Linked DNA regions of Zea mays: all the other regions are linked to region 1. A link is a contact called in public Hi-C data. All regions are on one chromosome and are shown on one strand. The core of a region is the stretch at or near the end of the contact, and the rest is flanking DNA. Distances in the headings are between cores, read along the strand shown. Region 1 holds the start of LOC778434 (core alpha 1,3-fucosyltransferase). Region 2 holds the start of LOC103653295 (Remorin family protein). Region 3 holds the start of LOC103653298 (abscisic acid 8'-hydroxylase 3-like). Region 4 holds the start of LOC100216617. Region 5 has its middle 20 kb from the start of LOC103653295.

Region 1 (3,847 bases), core at 281-2,780:
AGCTAATGACTTGTAGTGCATGCTAGGCTCAAACTAGTATTTTACCTACTATAATCCACCACTCAATAAATTTAATAATTCATAGAACTATGATTTCCAGTGGCGATATATAGCTTCTATAGGTGGCCCCAATCAGTATTTTAGGCAGGTTCCACCACTGCTTTTAAAACAAAAGACTTCCCAAGCATTCAGAACAACAAAACTCCAATTGAGGATAAAATTGAAAGGAGGGCATTGAGCAGTTTCTTTTGGGAACTGTTTACTCCTTTGTATTTAGAACACACTCCTTGAGTAACACATTAACACTGCCTCCACTTTCCTTTCTACATCAACAGGACACAAGATTTGTTCTAATCTAAGAGCAATACAATTCCATCCCTCTAAAAAGAGATCGGTTGATGAAGAATAAGTTCCAAATGAAAGTTTCCAGAACCATATTCTATTCAAACTTACTATATTTATCTGAACAAATTATTCAAATTGACCATTTGAGACATACAGGCATGCAGAAATGACATGAAATAGCATTTCCACAACTTCCTGTTTTCATTCAAGGAACAGGGTGCTAATCTAGTACAAAGGATTAGGGATTTAGTCATATATAAACATGACTGGACATAAAATCCAACCAGTTGACCAGCTAGGGCGATACATGGCTGTCAGCTCTCATGCCAAGCATGACCACTATGGGGCAGGACAGAGAGGGGAAACTAAAATAAAGCATTTTATTTTGGGTGATCTTATTTGTATCAGGCACAGTTTCTCTCTTTGGCCCAGTTAAGCCACAAATACATAAGGTTCGATAATCATATAGTAACTAGTGGCCTAGTGCTACTCTCTCAGACTACGCATATACAAGTAGGCCACAGACAATCTGAAGAAGCCCTCGTACCATTCAATGACATTGTTATATTGTTATTTGGACGACTTAGTATTTCATATAAATTTGTAATGAATGAAAATGAACAAGCATAAAATGCTGCCATGCTTCACCAAGTATTGAATACCTAACTAGGCGGATGGTAAGATTAGATGGTCTAGGTTTTACGCAACAGAGATTTCACCCCAACTTACGAAGCAACTTCGATCCACCTGAGCAGCAGATCAGTGGAGCCCATTCGTTAACAAACTAACTTTCCTAACTCAAACTAAGAGCACGAGGGAAAAAGGCATGCACTAGACCTTGGCAGCGCCACCGACAAGCACGGGATCACTGTCAAAGTCGCGGTCGTAGGGCACGGCATCCTCCCTCTCGAGCCGCTGCTCGCACAGCCGGATCTCTTCGTCCTCGCTGTCGCCGCCTGCCCTCGAGGCTGCGCCCCCGCCAACGGCATCGCCCAAATCGGCGGAGCGGCGGTAAAAGGAGGTGGTCCAGCTCTCGACCGCCTCGGCGTTCTTCGCCATGTCGAGGCGGCCGAGGAACGCGATCTCGGCGAGGAAGGCGGCGCCAACGAGGAGCGGCAGAAGACACCCCCAGCGCCGCCTCCGTACCGCCTGCGCCCCCGCCTGCGAGTGGGAGGAGCCCTTCATCGCTGGCCCTCCTCGCGGACGCCTAGCAGGCGCCGGCGGGGAAGTGGTGGAGAGATCGCGCGGGCGACCGCGAAGGGTGAGCGGAGTCGTTGGACGACCTGGTCAGGCTAGTTTGGAACGAGACAACGACCCCAGCGCCAGCAGCCCGCTGGGATCTTCCTCGCACGGATTTGGTTATGTTCGGCCGCACATGTCAGAAACATGGAGTGGCCGCATGCCTATGGACTTTGGGCAAAGCCGCAGCCCACAAAGGCCTTTGTTGGGGACAGCCGGTGGTCATCCCCCGTCACCCTTTCCTCTTTAATGCAAAAAATTAAGTAAAATTATGTGTAAACTGAGAGAGTTTGGATCTTTGTAGTTAGCTCCACATTCCAACCACCAAATCATACCAACCACCAAATCATAGAACATATATATTTGTGTCTTATTAAAATAAAGTTTACTCATATGATATATAAAAATCGTGACAATGCACAGGCAACTGATTAGTCGAATTCAAAATAGGAGATGTGATAAGTAAGAATGCTCGAGACAGCCTAACGGGTTGTTGATCCAAAGCAATCTAGGTATGGGTGGTAATGAGCTCTAGATTTTACACTACAAACTTTAAATATCAAATCAGATTAGGATCGGATCATATTCCTATTTATTTTTGAACCAACATTATTTAAGGGCTCTAACTTTTTGTGAAGGGGTATTTGGACCGTGATCCATTACCACCCCTAAATCTAGGTAGAGTGTGATTGGTTGGGTGGTCAGATCTCTCGCCAGGCTCAACCCGACCACCTACTCTGCATCTTTTGTTGGGATATACTAAGCTTATTTATATAATGCTATATAGCCAGGAAGGAGAGGAACATTTTGGCCGTACAAACTCAGAAGAGAAGTGTTTTTATTAGTTTTCTTGTTATACCTCTTGATTGATGCATCCAATTAATAAAACGATTTCGCTTTTATGTTTTTGGTATTTTTATGAACAAAACTAGATTTCACTTAATATATACAATATTTTTATTTTTTTGCTTCTTTCTCACCCAATCAACCAATCAAAATCTATACTAGATCTAGCACAATAGAGAAACGAAACCAATCAAATAAACTTGGTCTATTGTATATCGTCCCAACTCGACCTGTTGAGAGCACCTAGAGGGGATGAATAGATGATCCTGCAAAACTTGCTCCAAACAATGCAAATTTGGTCAATAACTGTGTCAATAGAAAATAAAACCAATTTTGGATGAAAAGAGGAGAGAAGAGAACTCTTCACTTGATTGCTCTCTTAAAACGAGTATTAAACTAGGAGCAATATTCCAAGTGAATATGAGCACTCGAGGAGACAATAATTGCAAGATAAGAGACACTGCGATTTTTACCGTGGTTTGGCCAATGCCTACTCCACGTTGTCGTGACCTCCTTTGGTCAAGGGTAGCACTCAATCCCTCTTAAGTGATCCAAAGATCAAATTTGAGTGGCACGTATGTCTTCCGTATATCTCAATCCCGTTTGTGAGGAATCTTCACAAGTTGGAGTCTCTCACGCCTTACACAAGTGATCACAGTCAAAACCGGAGTAAGGGAGGGAGTAAGAACATGCATACAAGAGCACAATCGCAACAACAACACACACACAAGCAAAGAAGAGAACGCAAGAACACACAGATAGAGTGACAGCTAAAAACACGCTCAAATCTCTCTCAAACACTTAGAACAGTGTGGTCACGGAGTCTCGGAGTTGTAGTGTGCTCTTAGAGTGCTTGGTGTACTGGTAGAGGCGCCTAGGGGCCTCTTTAATAGCCCCAAGGAGACAAGGAGTCGTTGCTCCATCCTTCGGTAAGCACAGATTGCCTTCTGTGCGTGGGTGCACTAGTCACTCTGGTCTACAACGGTCACAGGATCGGTTGATTGGTCGCCTTCCTTTTTGGGTGGGCACCGAACTGTCCGGTGACCCCTCTCGACTATTGGCTTGCTGACTTGGCCGACATCGATCACACTACCGATAGTTTGATGTCGTTGGAGAATCGTTGGCCGCATGGCTGACCGGACATGACTGTCCAGTGAATTTTAGCCAGCGAACCCGAGCAAAAACCCGAGAGCGGGCAGTTGTGGCCAGTTGACTAGGCCAGCACCGGGTTGTCTAGTGAAGCCTGGTCTAACCCAAGTTTGGCTCTTTTGAGCCACACTCATTCACTTTTTTTGACTCTCTTTATGATAATTCCTAGCACTTAGACAAACATAGTTAGCAACAAAAACAATTGACTAAGAGCTAGAATCATACCTTTATCACTTCATTTCAAAACGGTTTGTAGTATGCTCAAGCT
Region 2 (3,969 bases), core at 192-2,691, 220 kb after region 1:
GATGCCGCTGGTCCTGGCGTTCTATCAAACAGGATGTGGGCATAGCAGATTCAGCCTCGGGGGCTATACCAGCGGACAATGGCCAGGTAAAAGGATATTGTGGTAGCGTTGCGTTACCTCGAGTGAAACAGGGGGCTGCATTCTTGGTCTGCCCCTGGGGTCGTGCACCATGTACCCGCTTGTTGTCCTTGGCCGCTTCTAATGCCCCGGCGCCCTCCTCCTCCTCCTCTTGTGGCTCCGTGGAACCTGCAGAAGCTTCAGGAGGCGCAAAAGTCCATCAACTTTAATGCCTGCCAAGTCGTGCGCATTCATTTAACAAGCAGAGAAGCAGCAACAAGTGCACAACTGGACAAGCGATGAAGCGGTGTGGGAGGAGGGAGTACAACTGTAAAAGCGATGCGCTGTTGGCCACGTCGTGCTCACCGTAGGAGGACGAGGAAGTCAGCATCTCGTCCCGCTCCGGATCCATCGTCCCCAGTCGACCACCCCGGCGCACGAACCTGGTTAAAGGCTGCACCGACAGTTCTCTTCATCAGGTAAAAAGTAAGCACAGCCTAGTCCGCGCATGCATGCAAACAAACAGTGGATCGATCGGTCAAAAGAAAAGTGAACTCCCCATTTTCGCCGTCCCCGTTTGCCAGGGTTTAGGGCCCCATATTGTTTATCGTAATGGGGTTTACCACCAGAGAGACGCACAGACCTTATTTCTATATCTAATATCTACACTATTATTATACAGTCTCTAGCTGGACAGTGCCATATCTTAACTCCGTTGCTTCTTGTCCCTTAGCACTGGCATCTAGGTGTACGGTTTCGCTGATTACCTAAATCCGCGTGACACAACTTGCATCAACATACAGCATCGTCGCTAACCCAAAAAAATCAATCCTCGCACGCATATATGCGTCTCTGCTACCTGATCAGCGGTGATGACGATGTCTGATTCGTCTTCGCCATCTATCTCTGTCAAGAAATGCTCCACGTACGGAAAGGGAAAGCAATCGACCAAAACCCTGGCGCGTCTTGCCTCCTCGTTTTTTTTCCCACCCAAGTCTGGCACTTCCACTCCACCATAGTAGCTGGTAGTGGAGCTGTGCCGGCGCAGTGCAAGGTAATAACGGCGAACGAAACCAAGCGTAGCAGGTAGGGAGGAGGCATGGAAAAGGAGAGGACGACTGACTGACCGAGTCGCCGCCAGACGATCCGCGCGCGCTGCTCCCGCGACTCGCCGAGCACCCGCCGCTTGCCTCCCCGTGCCCGTCCTCCACCACGGCCCCGCCGCCGACGCCGCCGCGGAGCCCCGCCCCAGTCTCACCAGCACCGCCACCGCCGCCGCCATCAGCAACCCGCATCTCTCCGTCCCCGGCGACGACTGCGTGAGCGGCAGCCGCAGCACTACTGAGAGCGGACAGCGGAGACAGCATGGCACGGCACGGCGCAGCGAGAGACGCGCGCGGTATTAAAAATGGCGGGTGAGGGAGGTGGCGGTTTAATAGCAGAGGCGAAGTGGGAGGGAAATGAATCCATCCACGGTCCGGTCCATCCCCCGGCCCGCGGTGGCCACGCCTCCCTTCCCCAGGAGAGTACAGACTGTACAGTAGAGTAGACAGACACCAGCAGTAGCAAAGTCGCAGTAGGTACGGGCATCTCGAGGTGGATGCAAACGTGGGGGTGTGGTGTGGGGGTCTAGTAATAACTGCGTCACGCTGGAATTCACGCCGCGCTTGCCTGTCCTGCCAGCCTACCGCAGTGATTGTGCCCGGCCCGCCGTACTTTTTCACCGCCGGCGGCCTATATGGTGCGTGCGTCAGTGAAAAGCCTACATTGTACATTCATTCTGGAGCTCTGGTGCGTTCTACAGTACTGTACGGCATTGAGTTGCTTCAAGTCAGAGGTAGCGGGCAGGCTGGCAGCTAATCCGAGCGCCTAACCTTGCTCTTGCTCCCTATGACTACAGAGTGCACGGAGCCGGAGGACGGCCGGAGTGCCAGACAGAAGGTGGCTACCCGCGCACCGCTGTCCGCTGACTCTCTGAGGCGCTCATCAGCCAGCCTAGTGCTGGGGCGCAACCGCGCAAGCCAATCGTCGTGCCAAATGTGCAAAAAAAAAAAAATTGGACCGTGCCGTACCAGCCCGAAGTATAAAATCAGTGGCACAGTCCAGTTTGGCTGTAAACCACGTCGTACCTTCGTTGACCCGTGTCGGACTAAACCCGACCCATATATTTGAACACATAAAATCAAAATATTACACCCACATAAAGTCTATAACTTACTAAATTAAAGATATTAAACAATCCTATCATCATTTAACCACAAAAACTCTGAATATCACAACAATATAAAGTCAATAGTCTACTAAATTAAAGAAAATTAAACAACTTGGCCTTTATTGGGCCGTGTCGGTCTAAGCTCGGCCCATATGTGCGGGTCATATCGGAGCCGACGGACTGGAATTTGAGGTCCGGCTCAGGCCAGCCTTCGAATCGTACTAGCCAGCACATATTATTTCGTGTCGGATCGTGCTTTGATCTGCTATTTTCGTGTTGTGCTCGTACTAGCCCAAAAAATCCAGCCATATTCTCAGCACCAAGCCAGCCACCAACCAACCGTTTCGCCGATGCTGTGCTACGTGCGCGCGCGCGGCATGCGTACGTGCTGTCGTCGGGTGACAGGTGGGGATCGTCCGTTTTCGGCCAAGCCAAGCCGTGAAGCCGGCGCGCGCGATCAGGTGGGTAGACTGCGAATCTCGGTGTCCAGGTCCAATCGACGTCAGCAATTCACGATTTTTTTGTTGCGTTGCCGGTTGCGCAACAAACTAGTAGGTGCATCATCTGTCACAAGACTCGGAACAAACGAAATTTGTTGCGGGACTAATCACCTGTACGAACCGAATAGGTGTTGTGTTGGGTTCGACCCAACTTTATTAAACCTAAATAAAGTTTATATTTAGATATTTAAAATTTTTGATATGACACGAACTAAATTTTAGTCAAGCGATGGTGGCCTGGCAAGAAAGTGTTAGAAAGTTAGGCATTTTTAGTTTTAATTTAATCCAGAAAAACAGTGCGATATATGTGATGACTTGTATGTGCATGTGTGTATAACTACTCGCATAAGCAGTAAACAACAATGAAACATGCACAAATACGAAGAACAGAGTGTACCCAGCGGAGGGACCGATGCTCAAGGCATCAGTGGCTCCATTCACACGAGACATCTCGTGTGTTTGTTCGATGTAGCCGTACGAAGTCGGTGCAGGAAGATGTACGCTGTGCAGTCCCTCGAACGGTCGCCGGGAAGAAGAACAGCAGCACGCGTCAACTCGGGAAGGCGACGAACAGCAAGCTGTGAACGAAGCAGCTGGACAAACAGATCACGCGAGCAGTCGCGAAGACGCTCCCCAAAAATCTGATCGCCCGCACACCCGTGCAAGTGTATCTCTGCGGTCGGTGATTTCGGAGGCCTGCTCTCCCACTCTCTCTGTGCTCGCAGGAGATGGGACGGGAATGTGTTGTTTGCAATTCGCGTGAGATAATTCGCTTAACTGGAAGAGCCCTCCCTCTCCATTCTTATAGGCGGTCAGAAGGAGGGAGAAGAACAACGGACAGAAACGGTCGCGCATTAGAACTGGAAACTGACGACAGTAACTGACGTCCGTTACTAGCCATAAGACAGGAAACAGACGGTTATCATGACGGTCATCGCTCCAGGCAAAATGCGCAACCGTTTGAAAGCACGAGCCACGAGCCACGAGCCACGGCCACGAGCCACGGCCACGGTGTAACGCCCTGAATTTGGGGGTAGAATTTTTTCTTCTTTTCTCTCACCAAATTCAGGCGTTACTCTTTTCTTTTCTCGTTCCCTCGCTAAACCTTGACCTTTTCCAAAGTTATAGCGGGGTTTGGTTTGGATTTCCCGTGTTATGAAAAACCCTAAATTACTTTATGTTGTTTGATGCACCATGCCG
Region 3 (4,264 bases), core at 1,761-4,260, 140 kb before region 1:
AACTTTCTCCAAATACTCTAAAATTTTTATCATAGCCTATACATATGATATCATGACACGGGGACAAGTTTCATGATTTTCTGACTTTGTTTGTGTTTTATACAATTTTTAAACATGTGGATGCCAAGTTCACGGCCATGTTTAGTGAGCATGTTGCTCGAAGTTTCCGGTACGCTTCTGAAATCGGTCGTAACTTATGATAAGTAACATGAATATCATTTTTGCATGCACGGTTTTCCAAGTTTCGAGTGACCTGCAGTTCAAATTTGAATTTTCCGAAGAATTTCAAAAAACGAACTAAATCTACTAACGATTGAAAACTATGTTATAATTGTCCACAAATGATACATGTAGGTCTACATAGTGTAGGAACATAACACAAAAAGTTTGGGAGACAAAATCAAAAAAATAAAAATATACTTTGCCGAGTGTCTGGATAAGACACTCGGTAAATCATCCTTTGCCGAGTGCCAGATGCGCGGCACTCGGCAAAGAAGCATCTTTGCCGAGAGCCGACTGTTGGCACTCGGCAAAGACTGACGGCCGTCAGCTTTGGGACGGCCGCTGACGGCCTTTTGCCGAGAGCCCCATTTGCCGAGTGTTTGACACTCGGCAAACATGGATTTGCCGAGTGTGGACCTGTACCGAGTGTCCTACGCTCGGTAAAGACGCTCGTTACCGAGAGCCAAGCTTTGCCGAGTGCGGCTCTCGGCAAAGCCGTCTTTGCCGAGTGCCCGAGAAAAGGCACTCGGCAAAGCGTCCGGCACTCGGCAAAGGCTCTGATTCCGGTAGTGTAAAAGCAAGAGTACTTCTGGAAACCAAAACCAAAATGCATTCATCCAGAATAATGCATGCACATGCAAATATGTCGCCACGTGGCGGATGACAGAATAACACACATATACGACTGTACATGCATGACGATCTTGCTATCTCTCTGCACGGTCTCCGGGCCATGCATGATGGACTCAGGTTTGCATGGATCTGCTTGCTGACGTTGCCTGGAAAGTAGGGCTTGCGTGCACGGGCAGTTCATTAACTTGTGGGCATATATACCAGGTACGTACACTGCACAGAGCTTACGTGCAAGATAAACGGCAAGCTAGCTAGCACCTAGCAGGATGCTAGGTAGGCACAGATATAAGGGCTGCCCATGCGTGCAGCCAACTAACATTATTATATATGCATGGTTAATTTCACGGTATTACTAACAAAACAAAATACGTATGACTCCGTGGAATATAAATATATATATGTGTGTGCATGGCGACAATATGTGGATAAATTTTAAGACGTGTAAAGGACACTAGCTTGCCACAAAATCTAAACTTTTCACCTAGTACATCCAGGTCCCCATGCATATGCTCCACGCAATGGAGCGAGCACGAACCATATGGCGAAACGTGGGCACATGGTGCCTGCCAGCCATAACCAAGAAGCAAAACGTCAACGGTAGGGATGGCAACGGGGAATTCCCCGCCGGGGAATAGCTCCCCATCCCCGTCCCCGTGACGAAAAAACTTCCCCGCGGGATCCCCATGAACGCTTGCGGGGAGCATTTCTTCCCCATCCCCGTTCCCCGCGGGGATAAATCCCAACGGGGATCCCCATCCCCGTTTAAATTACAATTAAGACATACATACTTTGCTATTAATGTTAAATATTGCCGCTTATACACATTGTCAGATATAAGAAATCATTATGCATACATCAAAATGAACACATTTGTACAATTAGTGGTCTCTTGATAAGGTAATTATTTATTTTTGTCGTTAACTAGTACAAAAAACATAGTCACATGCAAGTTTAACGGGTCCTCGCGGGGAACAGGGATGGGGAATGCTTCCCCGTCCCCATCCCCGTTTACCCGTCGGGGGTTAAATTTTCCCCGTTTATATCCCCGCGGGGGAAGTTTCTTCCCCATCCCCATCCCCTAATGGAGGAATTCCCTGCGGGGAATCGGGGATCGGGTCCCCATTGCCATCTCTAGTCAACGGTGAGGGGGGGGGGAGGGGGAGGCACTAGTACATACAAAGTACAGTGTCCGTGTGCTACGACCATATATAGATCAGAACATCATGGCTTCATGGAAAGAAATGAGTTGAGGATTGGGGGAAAAGCTGCGCGCAAAGCTCGTGGATTTTGGATACAGAGGGTTCTTTGAAGCAAGTTTTAGGATTGTTTTTTTTATAAAATTGTGAACCATGTAAACTAGTGCTTTAGTATAGTATTTAAAGACTGCCCAGCGTACAACTTTTGAGAGTCGTCTAGTTCTCAACCGACGGTCAAAATAATTTACATCGTTTAATTTTAAATAGAGAAAACGCTGAAATACCGGCCGTTAGCCTAGTTTGGAATCTTTGAGTTATATAAATTCCATTCAAATAATTGTAATTTAGAGATAGATGAACTAAGCTAATTTAGTTTTATGTGAAATATATTATGTATATTGCTATTGACCATATGGTTTATATGTTATATTCCTACTATATGAGAGCAAGCCAAAGATCCTATTATAAGATAGAGAGTACGAACATAAATTTACAGATATGTAAAATTAATTTTCATTTTTCACCGTATTAATTTTTTGGAGATAGATTTATATCTAAAAATTTGAAAAATGGTGGAATGTCAAATTCCAAGTTAAATAACCCACTCTATTAAGTACATTCCAATTCCTTCAAAATAAATGGATCCAAACGGACGGATCCTTAGCGAAAATCAATTCTGCAGTAACCATAACAAGGAGGGTTCGAAAAAAAGGAAGTGTAGCTCGAGCATAGTTTTTTTTTGTCACGCCTCTAAACATAACATGGAGTGTGTAAGGCAATGTTAGAGTTGCTCTAGTCACACATGCATGCTCTTGGTTTTAGCCTATTTTATTCTCTACTCCCCTAATATTTTAGAAATTGTGTGACCAGGATCAGACAAGTGCTATTTCCATTGACAACCCTCTCCACTTGCCTCCTGGATCTCTATAAATACCACAAATGTGGCTCCCCTCTCACCACCACCGTTTGGAAAGAAGATCATCTCAGATCGCTCCTCTCCCCTCGTGCCCCTCTCCCCTCGTGCTCCTCTTCAAATAGCACTCGGGTACAAAAGGGAAGTACAACGAAGGCACTTGGCTGCCTTCTGAGGCTGAGAGAGGATCACTCTTCTTACAAGTTGCAGCGTAGGGGCGGCCACCACACCACATGGCTTTCTTCCTCGCTGTAGCTTGCATCTACATCGTCTCCCTCACTCTGCTGGTGCTGCTGCTCGACGCGAGCAGACGACGGAGAACAACCGGAGGTGGCAGTAGCAGCACGGAGGAGCACAAGCTGCCTCCTGGCTCCCTGGGTCTGCCGTTCCTCGGCGAGACTCTCCAGCTCTACTCCCAGAACCCGAAGGTCTTCTTCGCCTCCAGGCTGAAGAGGTATTATTACAAGAGTGCCGGCCATTGTTCTGTTAATTAGATGCAAATGCCATCATCTTTCTTCGAGACTAATTGTCTGTGCCGGCCCGCATAGGTACGGCGAGGTGTTCAAGACACACGTGCTGGGTTGCCCCTGCGTGATCTTGGCGAGCCCGGAGGCGGCGCGGATGGTGCTGGTGTCTCAGGCGCACCTGTTCAAACCGACGTACCCACCGAGCAAGGAGCGCATGATTGGCGCGCAGGCCCTCTTCTTCCACCAGGGCGACTACCACCTCCGCCTGCGCCGCCTCGTGAAGGGCTGGCTTGGCCCGGACGCGCTCCGCGGCCTCGTGCCCGACGTCGAGGCCGCCGTGGCGTCCACGCTCGACGGGTGGGAAGGCCGCGTCACCAGCACCTTCCATACCATGAAGAGGGTACGTGCCAGTGCCAGTGCCAGCCAGCGCTACTGCGAACGGTCCCCCAAAAGAAAAGAAAAGAAATGCAATGCGTGTGCTGCCGGTCTTTCGTTCTAGCTCTTGCACTGTACGCTTGCGTGGACGCGTGGTGCGCGCGCATGCGCTGCCGTAGTTATAGTTCCTGACGGTGGCCACCCCACCCCGACCTCTTGGCATTTTCCTGCCCTTGGTTTGCAGCTCACCTTCGACGTCGGCGTCATCGCCATCTTCGGCCACCGGCTGGCCGGCCACGTGAAGGAGGAGCTGAGGAGGAACTACTTCACCATGGAGAAAGGCTACAACAGCTTCCCCATCCCGGTCGCCTGCACCAGCTACAGCCAGGCCATCAAGGTACTGCGGCCGAGGATTTCTGTTCTTTGTTGTTCCCCTCATCGTCACAATGTCATCAACA
Region 4 (4,214 bases), core at 1,303-3,802, 140 kb after region 1:
TATCCAAATAGGCCCTCAAGGCCTCAATGTTTCCCTTCCCTAAAATGATATTTAAGAGCCAAAAAGTTAGTCCATGCATCATTTTTTGTTGCTTCACTCAAATGGATGGAGTTCAGGGAAAAGCAATTTGGGATTGAGATGGGCCGGTAGACAGAACACAAGGGACTAGGTCTACCTGGTGGGAAGAGAAACAAAGACACATATGTGCAATCTCATGTCGTTCCAGACAAAGTACTATTGAAAGTGCAGTATTCAAAGCATGCTAACAATTAAAAGCTATGCAGAAGTTCAACAAAAAAAACTCTTGGCATGAAACATCTGTAAGTATGATGGTAAAATGGACTCCAACTCCAAGAGACACTGAAATTCAAGATCTATATATATTTAAAGAGAAAATTCATGCTAATCTTACTTCTTAACTAAGTTCTTCAATTAAAGCCCAGCTCGGCAACAGTTTTTTTAAAAAGAGTGGCGCTTCTTTTAAAATGTTGATCATTTGAATAAAATCTCCACTTAATTCTTGAAACGATTTTACCTTTTCAAGTTTTTCTTAGATTTAGTTGTGCTCATATCAATTGTGGAAATCACCTATAAATGATTCAGAGAAATTCTACATGACACTTGTTCAAACGTACATCACCATAGAATTTAGCTTTTTAAAAGTAGAACTATTCAAAGTAAACAATCTTCTGTACCCAACTTCCAACAGTCCAACCCTTAAGGAAAAATCACTGTAACTTTACTAAATAAATAAACATATGTTATTTTACCAAAATCTGTGAAAGAACTGCTGCAATTAACATTGAGCCAGGCATGCAAATGTGATCAGAATCCCTTTCCGTTAAGTGACAGAAAATACTCTTCACTGTACAGAAATTGTACAACATGGTATATACCTGCTTCTTCTGCAATTCTGCATTTTGTTCCTTCAGTTTCTGAACTTCGGCTTCCAACTCCATTGTATAAGCCTACATTCGTAACAGATATAAGCAACAGGTTATGTGTCGAAGTTGCAAATGTGATAGGCTAGGCCAGATGTGAGTCTACCTTACTACCTAATCAAATATCCGTTGATTTGGACAGGGCATAGACAAGGCCAATGTGCTTATTTATCAGAAGCAACTTGCAATAAGAAACAACTACTACTGATGCAACACATGCAAGAGTTCAGGAAAAGGGTGTGACCTGCTTACGGGCACGGGATCTAGCTGCAGACTCCCTGTTCTTGATCATCCTCCTCTGCCGCCGCTCCACAACCTTCTCCACACCCGCACCGCTCCTCCTTCCCCTTATCACTCCCTCAAAGGGGTATGGCACCGGAGCCATTGGCGATGACAGATCCTCATCGCTCTTGCCCATAGAATCCAGCTGGGCCACCGACGTATCCACCGGACTCACGGTGACCGCACCACCTGCCATCCCAGCCACCCCAGGCATCAACCCGTTGCCCATGGCCTGATCCCCGATCCCCACCGGCGCAAACACCATCGCTCCAGCCCCGGCGTCATTGGCGCCCCCAAAGTTGCCGAAAAAGATGGAGGCGCCATTACTGACCGCCTGAATCGGCCGTGGAGCAACCGGCTGCGCAGGGACAGCAGCAGCTGCCGCGGCAGGGTTGTCACGGACGACCCCGGCCCTGACCAGGAACTCCTCCAGCGTCATCTCCCCGAGAGTCGGCTGTCGGTTGGGCTGCGGCTCCTCGCCGCCAGCCGTCCCGGGCGGCGCCTCCCGCACGAAGTCCCGCCAGACCTCGTCCACCGTCTTGACGCTGAGAGTGCGCGGCAGCGCGAGAGACCCCTGTCTCTGCAGCGCCGCCCCGCCGTCGACGGCTGCCCCCAGCGCGGACACCGAGGCCGAGGCCGAGGCCGAAGCCGACGCCATGGCCTGGCTCTCCTCGGCGGTCCAGATGCTCCGCAGCAGCTCGTCCATGTTCATGGAGCCGAAGTCCTTGCCAAGCCCTCCCCCCATCCCGCCGAGCGTGTTCTGGAACTCGTCGAACGTGAGCGAGTAGATCGACCCCTGCCTCGACAGCGGATCCGGCCCCGCCGGCCCCCTCCTCTCGCATTCGTTGAGATCCATCGCCTCCCCCTCCTCTCACTGCGGCGCGACGACGAGGCGGGCGACGAGGAAGCCAGGCGGAATTCGCGGCGGGCTATATAGGTTGCTTGCGGGTTCTCGAAGACGCCAAAGCGAAAGCGATGGGCTCGTGCGCGGGCTCAATCGATGTGTGCGACGACCGAATTGGAAGGCACGGGCCCGGACTGTGCTGTGCCTGTGTGCGCCTCCGGCTCGCCTCAGTGGTAGTGGTGGACTGGTGTCTGGTGGTGGTGGTGTTGGGGTTGGGTGGGAGGAGGCTCGCGCTGGCAGCACCTGTCCCGCTCGCCGAGTTGCCTCGTCTTGGTGCGGGCGCTGTCGTCTCGCGCGGCGGGGGCGGAGGTCAGAGTGCGGCGGGCGACAGGTGTCCCTCCCGACGCCGGTGCCGGCGGTGTGCGTGTACGTGCTAACTGATAACGTGAAGTCGCCCGGATCGTCTGCGTTGATGCACGCGCCCGCACACCCACTGCCACGCTGCCCCTGTCGCAGAGGGTCCGGCCCGTCCGGGGGAGGGAGGGGTAGGCAGTGCGTGCCGCAGTGGAGGCGGAAGGGCGTACTACGTGGCGGCGCACCCAGGATCGAGCCGGTAGAGGCGACGTCAGGCCAATCAAAGCGCGAGACGTGTGTGTGTGTGTGTGGGGGGGGGGGGGGGGGGGGGGGGGGCAGCAGCAGTCACAGCACCTCCGTTGGCAGCCATTTTTTACTCCCCGACAAGAACATAAGTCACCTACGAGGCACGCCACCCCGGTTGGTGCCGCCGCGGCCGTACCGCCGGCGAGTGGGCCAGGGCAGCATGGGGCCGAGGCATCAGTTGGTCTTGGTGGGTGTCAGTGGGCAGGTGCGCGGGGTAGGCGCATTCACGGAAGCATCGTACCAACCAGATCTTGGCTACCATGGAACTGTTCCTCGTGCACCGGTGGTTCAGAACTAGGAATAATCAGTTGATTTTACATATCGTTAAACTTTAGGGCTTGTTCGGTTAGCTCTCAATCCATGTGGATTGAGTGGGATTGGATGGGTTTGAATCCCAAACAAGTCAAACTTCTTCTCAATTTTTTCCAATCCCATCCAATCCATGTGTATTGGGAATAACCGAACAAGCCCTTAGGGGGTGTTTGGTCCGGGTCACATCAAGCATTTGACTTTCAAATAGGAGTATGAAATATAGACCCAACCAACTGGACTAGATTCGTCTCGTCTTTTAATCTTCGGCTGAGAAATTAGTTTTATAATCCGACTACATTTAATACCCGGAACGGAGGTTCAAACATTCGATATGACAGAGGCTAAATTTTAATTTGGGGTAACCAAACACCCCCTTAGTCTTATCTTGTTAACTTTGCATTTTCATTCTAATTGCTGAGCCTCCATCATAAGTAAGCTCACACTTGATTAATTTTGATCAAAAGGTTGGAGATAAAGATTATGATGATGAACTTGTTGGATACTAGTCTAGTGATTTCTTCGGTCATCTTCACGTGGAAGGATGCTCATGTTTCGTTGAACTTTGATGAATAAAGGTTAAGACATTATGTCTGTTCGAAGTGTAATATGTTAATAATATTTATTTACGCTTTTATGCATTGTTTTTTTGATATATTACACTTCTGACATCAACATATGTGTGGAAATAGATCCTGACACACATATGCTATGCATTCGGTTTTACTCTTAAAACTGGGTATGACAAAAAATAACCAAACTCTCTAACTCCCACACCAACAAGGTTGATAAGAAAGCCACTACACCATACTTGTTGAAAAAGAAGAAAAATCACAAGTTGGTGGCCATCAAGATGAACAAGCAAGCCAAGGCAAGAGGGGGGTGAATAGGAATTTGGAGACTTGACAAAGGAAGGGTGCATATTATGCTATGCATCATACTAGATCATGTCATTGCTAAGTGAGTTAGTGAATACTATGGACCAAATTACTCCTCCCATGTTATAGTTAATTAGATTTATGATCTTGCAATTTCATTAACATCTAGTTTCTTTTGTGCCTAGGTTTGTATTTTGAAAGTCACCTAGAGGGGGTGAATAGGAGAAACCTGAAAATTATAAACTTTGGACACGCACTTCACCCGGAGTTAGGATTAGAAATAAATATTAGTGAATTCGG
Region 5 (3,891 bases), core at 404-2,903, 240 kb after region 1:
AGGCTAAACTAGGGATACTTCTAATGCATAAGTTAAAAATGATAAGTAGAATTGATTGGATCGATTGTAGGGGTTCAATCGGCCGTTCCCCTTCATCTATATAAAGGGTGGAGATCTGAACCCGTTACAAGTCGGTTCTCGAGTTAATCTCGTTGGTTTTGCTAACAAATCTCGCTAGAAATCTGGATTCCTAACTGATTCTGCGCACGTGTAGATTGTATGTGTCACCACCGTAGACAGTCCAGACGGTGTACCGATGGACAGCCACATGGCAATTTTAGTGTTCAACAATTAGATAAAAAAACTAGAAAGGTTAGCTATCATCATCTTTCTTTTTATAAGGCTGTCCACACTCATTGAGCCCTAAATTTTTACCCTAAAAAGAATATTCTATCCTGGTCAGCGAGATTCTCTACTCTATACTACAATCTTCCGCAGTCATATTTACTCTATATCTTAACTCTATACCTACTACCACATATTATATTATTTTTTTCCACTCATGCGCCTGTGTCGTACTGCCGCGTCGGCTGCTGCCCTCTGCGCCTGTGCATAGAGTAGCACTCCGTACAAGCGCTGGCTTTACCGTGCGGGCAGCCTTACGGTAAAATAGAGTTCTACGTGGAGTAGTCCGCTGCACCATATTTCTACTGTAAACCCAACTGTAAACGTATAGCGTCCAGTTTCCAGCTCGCGACTGCGCCCAGGTCCGACAAACACTGATATAAGAAACTGATAAAAACTCGTATCCAGTGTCGAAAACACCAGATTTAAGAGCCGAGGGAATCAAACAGATCGTAACAGAAGAGAGAGAGGATCTTTGCCCGGAGGTTGACCCAAAAATTTTAAAAAAGGCAGGACCAACGAGAAGATGCCATGGAACCGTCAAGAGACTGCAGTGTGCAGCGATGAATCGAACGATGCCACTGGAGAGTTGGTGACCAGTGAAGGGCGCTTCAATACCACGAAGCCACAGGCCACACCGCCACAGGGCGTTCGGGTTGGTCAGGGCAGGTCAGGCAGGCAACGGAAGGCCACACGGGGCAGCCGCCGCCGCCGCCGCACCGGGGACCCGTGCCGTGCCGTCGCGCGGCGGTTCACGGCCTCATGCCCTCGGCGGCGGGTAAAGTGTACTATGCTACTCTCTACTCAGCACGATCACAGGCGGGCGCGTGTGGTATTCAGTCAGGTCGTACGTACACGTCTCCATTGAAATCGTGATGCGCACTAGCCAGCTAGCTAGAGGCGTAGACCGGCCGTCCGCCACCGCTGCCGGTTCGCCGCTCCTATTAATGCTACAGTGCCCTATGTGGCTATGTCACGGAAGATCGAACATTACATATAGCCGGAGGTCGACCGTAGGCAGAACGACTTGCCATGCATTGCTACGCGTACGCCCATGGGTGGCAATCAATTTCTGTAGCGATCTGAGTATACGACGGACTGAAAATAATCATCACATCGTCAGAGTGGTGGCAATTGGGACTTCGGAGCGGAGAGAGGGATGGGCCAAAGTGACGGCTTAACCACGGACCGGACGTGAGATGGTGTCGAAGCAATCAAGATACAACAAGGCGTCCAGGACCAGGACCAGGACCTCAAGGCCCAAAACGATACACACAACAAACGCGAGCTTTTTACATACGGCCCGCGAGAGCCTGCAGGGACGGACGAGTGGTTGATTACATTCTCTCGCCTCCTCTCCTGTGGCCGGGCCGGGTCAGTCAGGTTCTGTGTTCAGGTGGGTCTAATTTCGCAATTGGGTGCTCCAGCCTACTGCAAATCCTGCAGCAAAGAGTGAAGTGAAACGTACGGAAGGGCAAAATTGGTACAGGTGGCACGGCGATGGTGGCACGACCAGGGCCAGACGGAGGGGGCCAACTGGAGCGGCCGCACCGGGCCCCCAAGTTTGGAAGGACCCTTCAAGTATGTATACATGTATATATAGTCTTATGTGATGGATCTGGCCTGCTAAAATTACAACGATGTGTTTTTCAATTATTTAACTTACTAAAACTATGTCTGCAATTTTAATCGTTGTGCCGCCGCCATCTTGGTTTCATCCGTGACTTTGTCCGTCTAGCTGGTCGGCGATCGACATCGGCATGACGACCTGCTACCTGCTGTTGGCCGCCGGCCTCGTGCCCTAAAAAACTTATGTCTTCTATGGAGATTTTTTTAATATGTTCGGCAAATACATTGGTATCAAAATATTTCAATCGCTTATCGGATATTATTTACTGTGCACATGACGTGATTGTGGCATCAGCTGAGATAAGCTTCTCAAAGTTGAAATTGTTGAAGAACTATTTAAGGTCAACGATGTCTCAAGATCGTCTCAACGGATTGGCTACTTTATGTATTGAGAAAAATTATTAGATGAGTTTGATAGCAACACTATTATCAATGACTTCGCATCAAAAAATGTTAGAATTTTTTTGAGGTACATGTACAAAGATTTGACGTTGTTTTGAATATTTATAGACTTTTATCATACAAAAACTTGCTTATGTACTTAGAAGAAAGTGTAATATATATATATATATATATATATATATATATATATATATATATATATATATATATATATATATATATATATATATATATATATATATGGTAAGGCTATTGGGATCAGACCATTCCAAGCCGCCCCCATCTAAGCAGACCAGCCTGGTTCGATCGATGTGAACCAGGGTGGCCAGCGTGACAAACGCAGTAACGGCAGGAAACGGTTTTAAAAGGCAGGCCATCCGCGCGATGTGAGATGGTGGGTTATTGAACTGCATGTAACGCAATCCACGGGATTGCATTATATGCATGAACAAAATTATGGGACGGTTATTGCGGATGATAGATCGTAAATTTTTACGGAGGTTCATATCTGCATGTAATACCGAGGAAAGATTGTAAATAATATACTTTCTGGTATAATGTTTCGTAAAAAGTATCAGGTTATGTTTCTGGTATACTTTCTGTTATAGAAAGCAAAAAACAGTGGTGAAGTGTATACAAATCAGCATAATTTGTAATTGGTATTGCATAAATTATGCTATGAAAATTCATATAAACATAAAAGGTATGGGGGGAAAATATCCCGACCGGTTATGGTTTGAGACGTGGGCAATCCCTGAAAATAAGGCATTTGGCGCGGAAGTATTGGCTTATTGGGCAGTTGTTAATCAGTTCAAAGTCAACATACAAAGCGAAAAAAACCATCTTGGTTCTCTACATACTCCCATGCTTGAGCGGTTATGTCATCACCATTTCACAGATCACTGACTGCGCGGTTCTCCCTGATGCGTCCTCTAGGAGCCTGTATGTAACACCCTGATTTTGGGGGTATAAAATTTCTTTCTAATTATCACCCAAAATCATGTGTTACTCTTCTTTTTCTCACTATAGTCTTTCTCTCTCTCTAGATTCTTTCTCCCTTTTTCCTTTTGATTAGAAATAGCTTAAACTAGTGGAGGTTATTATTTTTTTTGCCAAAACCTTATGGGTCATGACATGTTGCATCATGCTGAGCTTAAAATGTTCTTTGAAGTGTTGCACATGTTTGAAATTATTTAAATTTGAAACCTAGTTTGAATTTGGATTTGAAAACCATATAAAAAAGAAATGAAAAAGGAATTAGAAAATCCAGAGAAAAAGAATAGGGGAAAGCAGCCCAGCCGGCCCAAGTCGGCCCAACCAGGCCGCGCGCCCGCGCGCCTGCGCCGCCTGACAGGCGGACCCCGCCTGTCAGCGGCAGTTCTCCCTCGCGCGCACCCTCCCTCTCTCGCTCGCTGTCCAGTGGGGCCGACCTGTCGGCGCCAGTTTTCTTCACCCGCGCGCTCCCTCTCTCTCTATGCCTCGCGGGCCCGGATCGCCAGTCACCGAGTCGTTGCC

Evidence for each region. A called contact is a pair of places that touch in the nucleus more often than the background predicts.
Region 2: a Hi-C map of ear shows a contact between it and region 1, with 2.6 times the contacts expected there. The contact joins the promoter of LOC103653295 here to the promoter of LOC778434 in region 1. A contact is called at or near these places in 2 of 25 Hi-C or Micro-C datasets (ear and endosperm).
Region 3: a Hi-C map of bundle sheath shows a contact between it and region 1, with 2.5 times the contacts expected there. The contact joins the promoter of LOC103653298 here to the promoter of LOC778434 in region 1. A contact is called at or near these places in 13 of 25 Hi-C or Micro-C datasets (bundle sheath, ear, endosperm and 3 more).
Region 4: a Hi-C map of tassel shows a contact between it and region 1, with 5 times the contacts expected there. The contact joins the promoter of LOC100216617 here to the promoter of LOC778434 in region 1. A contact is called at or near these places in 6 of 25 Hi-C or Micro-C datasets (bundle sheath, ear, leaf and 2 more).
Region 5: a Hi-C map of tassel shows a contact between it and region 1, with 3 times the contacts expected there. The contact joins the enhancer-like site here to the promoter of LOC778434 in region 1. A contact is called at or near these places in 2 of 25 Hi-C or Micro-C datasets (ear and tassel).

Annotation. Positions count from the first base shown.
Region 1 is chr4:60,407,939-60,411,785 of Zm-B73-REFERENCE-NAM-5.0, reverse strand. It overlaps LOC778434 (core alpha 1,3-fucosyltransferase), which reads right to left and starts at 1,530. Exons shown (of 7, transcript NM_001112457.1): 1 at 1,183-1,530. The coding sequence starts at 1,530.
Region 2 is chr4:60,190,085-60,194,053 of Zm-B73-REFERENCE-NAM-5.0, reverse strand. LOC103653295 (Remorin family protein) reads right to left here and starts at 1,441. Exons shown (of 7, transcript NM_001301576.1): 1 at 1,185-1,441; 2 at 424-511; 3 at 118-255; 4 at 1-21. The coding sequence starts at 1,424.
Region 3 is chr4:60,549,092-60,553,355 of Zm-B73-REFERENCE-NAM-5.0, reverse strand. LOC103653298 (abscisic acid 8'-hydroxylase 3-like) reads left to right here and starts at 3,010. Exons shown (of 9, transcript NM_001347215.1): 1 at 3,010-3,418; 2 at 3,513-3,831; 3 at 4,051-4,203. The coding sequence starts at 3,198.
Region 4 is chr4:60,273,162-60,277,375 of Zm-B73-REFERENCE-NAM-5.0, reverse strand. It overlaps LOC100216617, which reads right to left and starts at 2,552. Exons shown (of 4, transcript NM_001366965.1): 1 at 1,186-2,552; 2 at 897-968. The coding sequence starts at 2,079.
Region 5 is chr4:60,170,958-60,174,848 of Zm-B73-REFERENCE-NAM-5.0, reverse strand. No RefSeq gene overlaps it. Among protein-coding and RNA genes, the nearest start is that of LOC103653295, 20 kb to the left of the region's middle. Within about 2 kb of position 1,653, at least 20 of the 20 cell types and tissues checked have an H3K27ac peak or open chromatin away from gene starts, as enhancers often do. A contact at or near this core is called in ear and tassel, where this site is marked.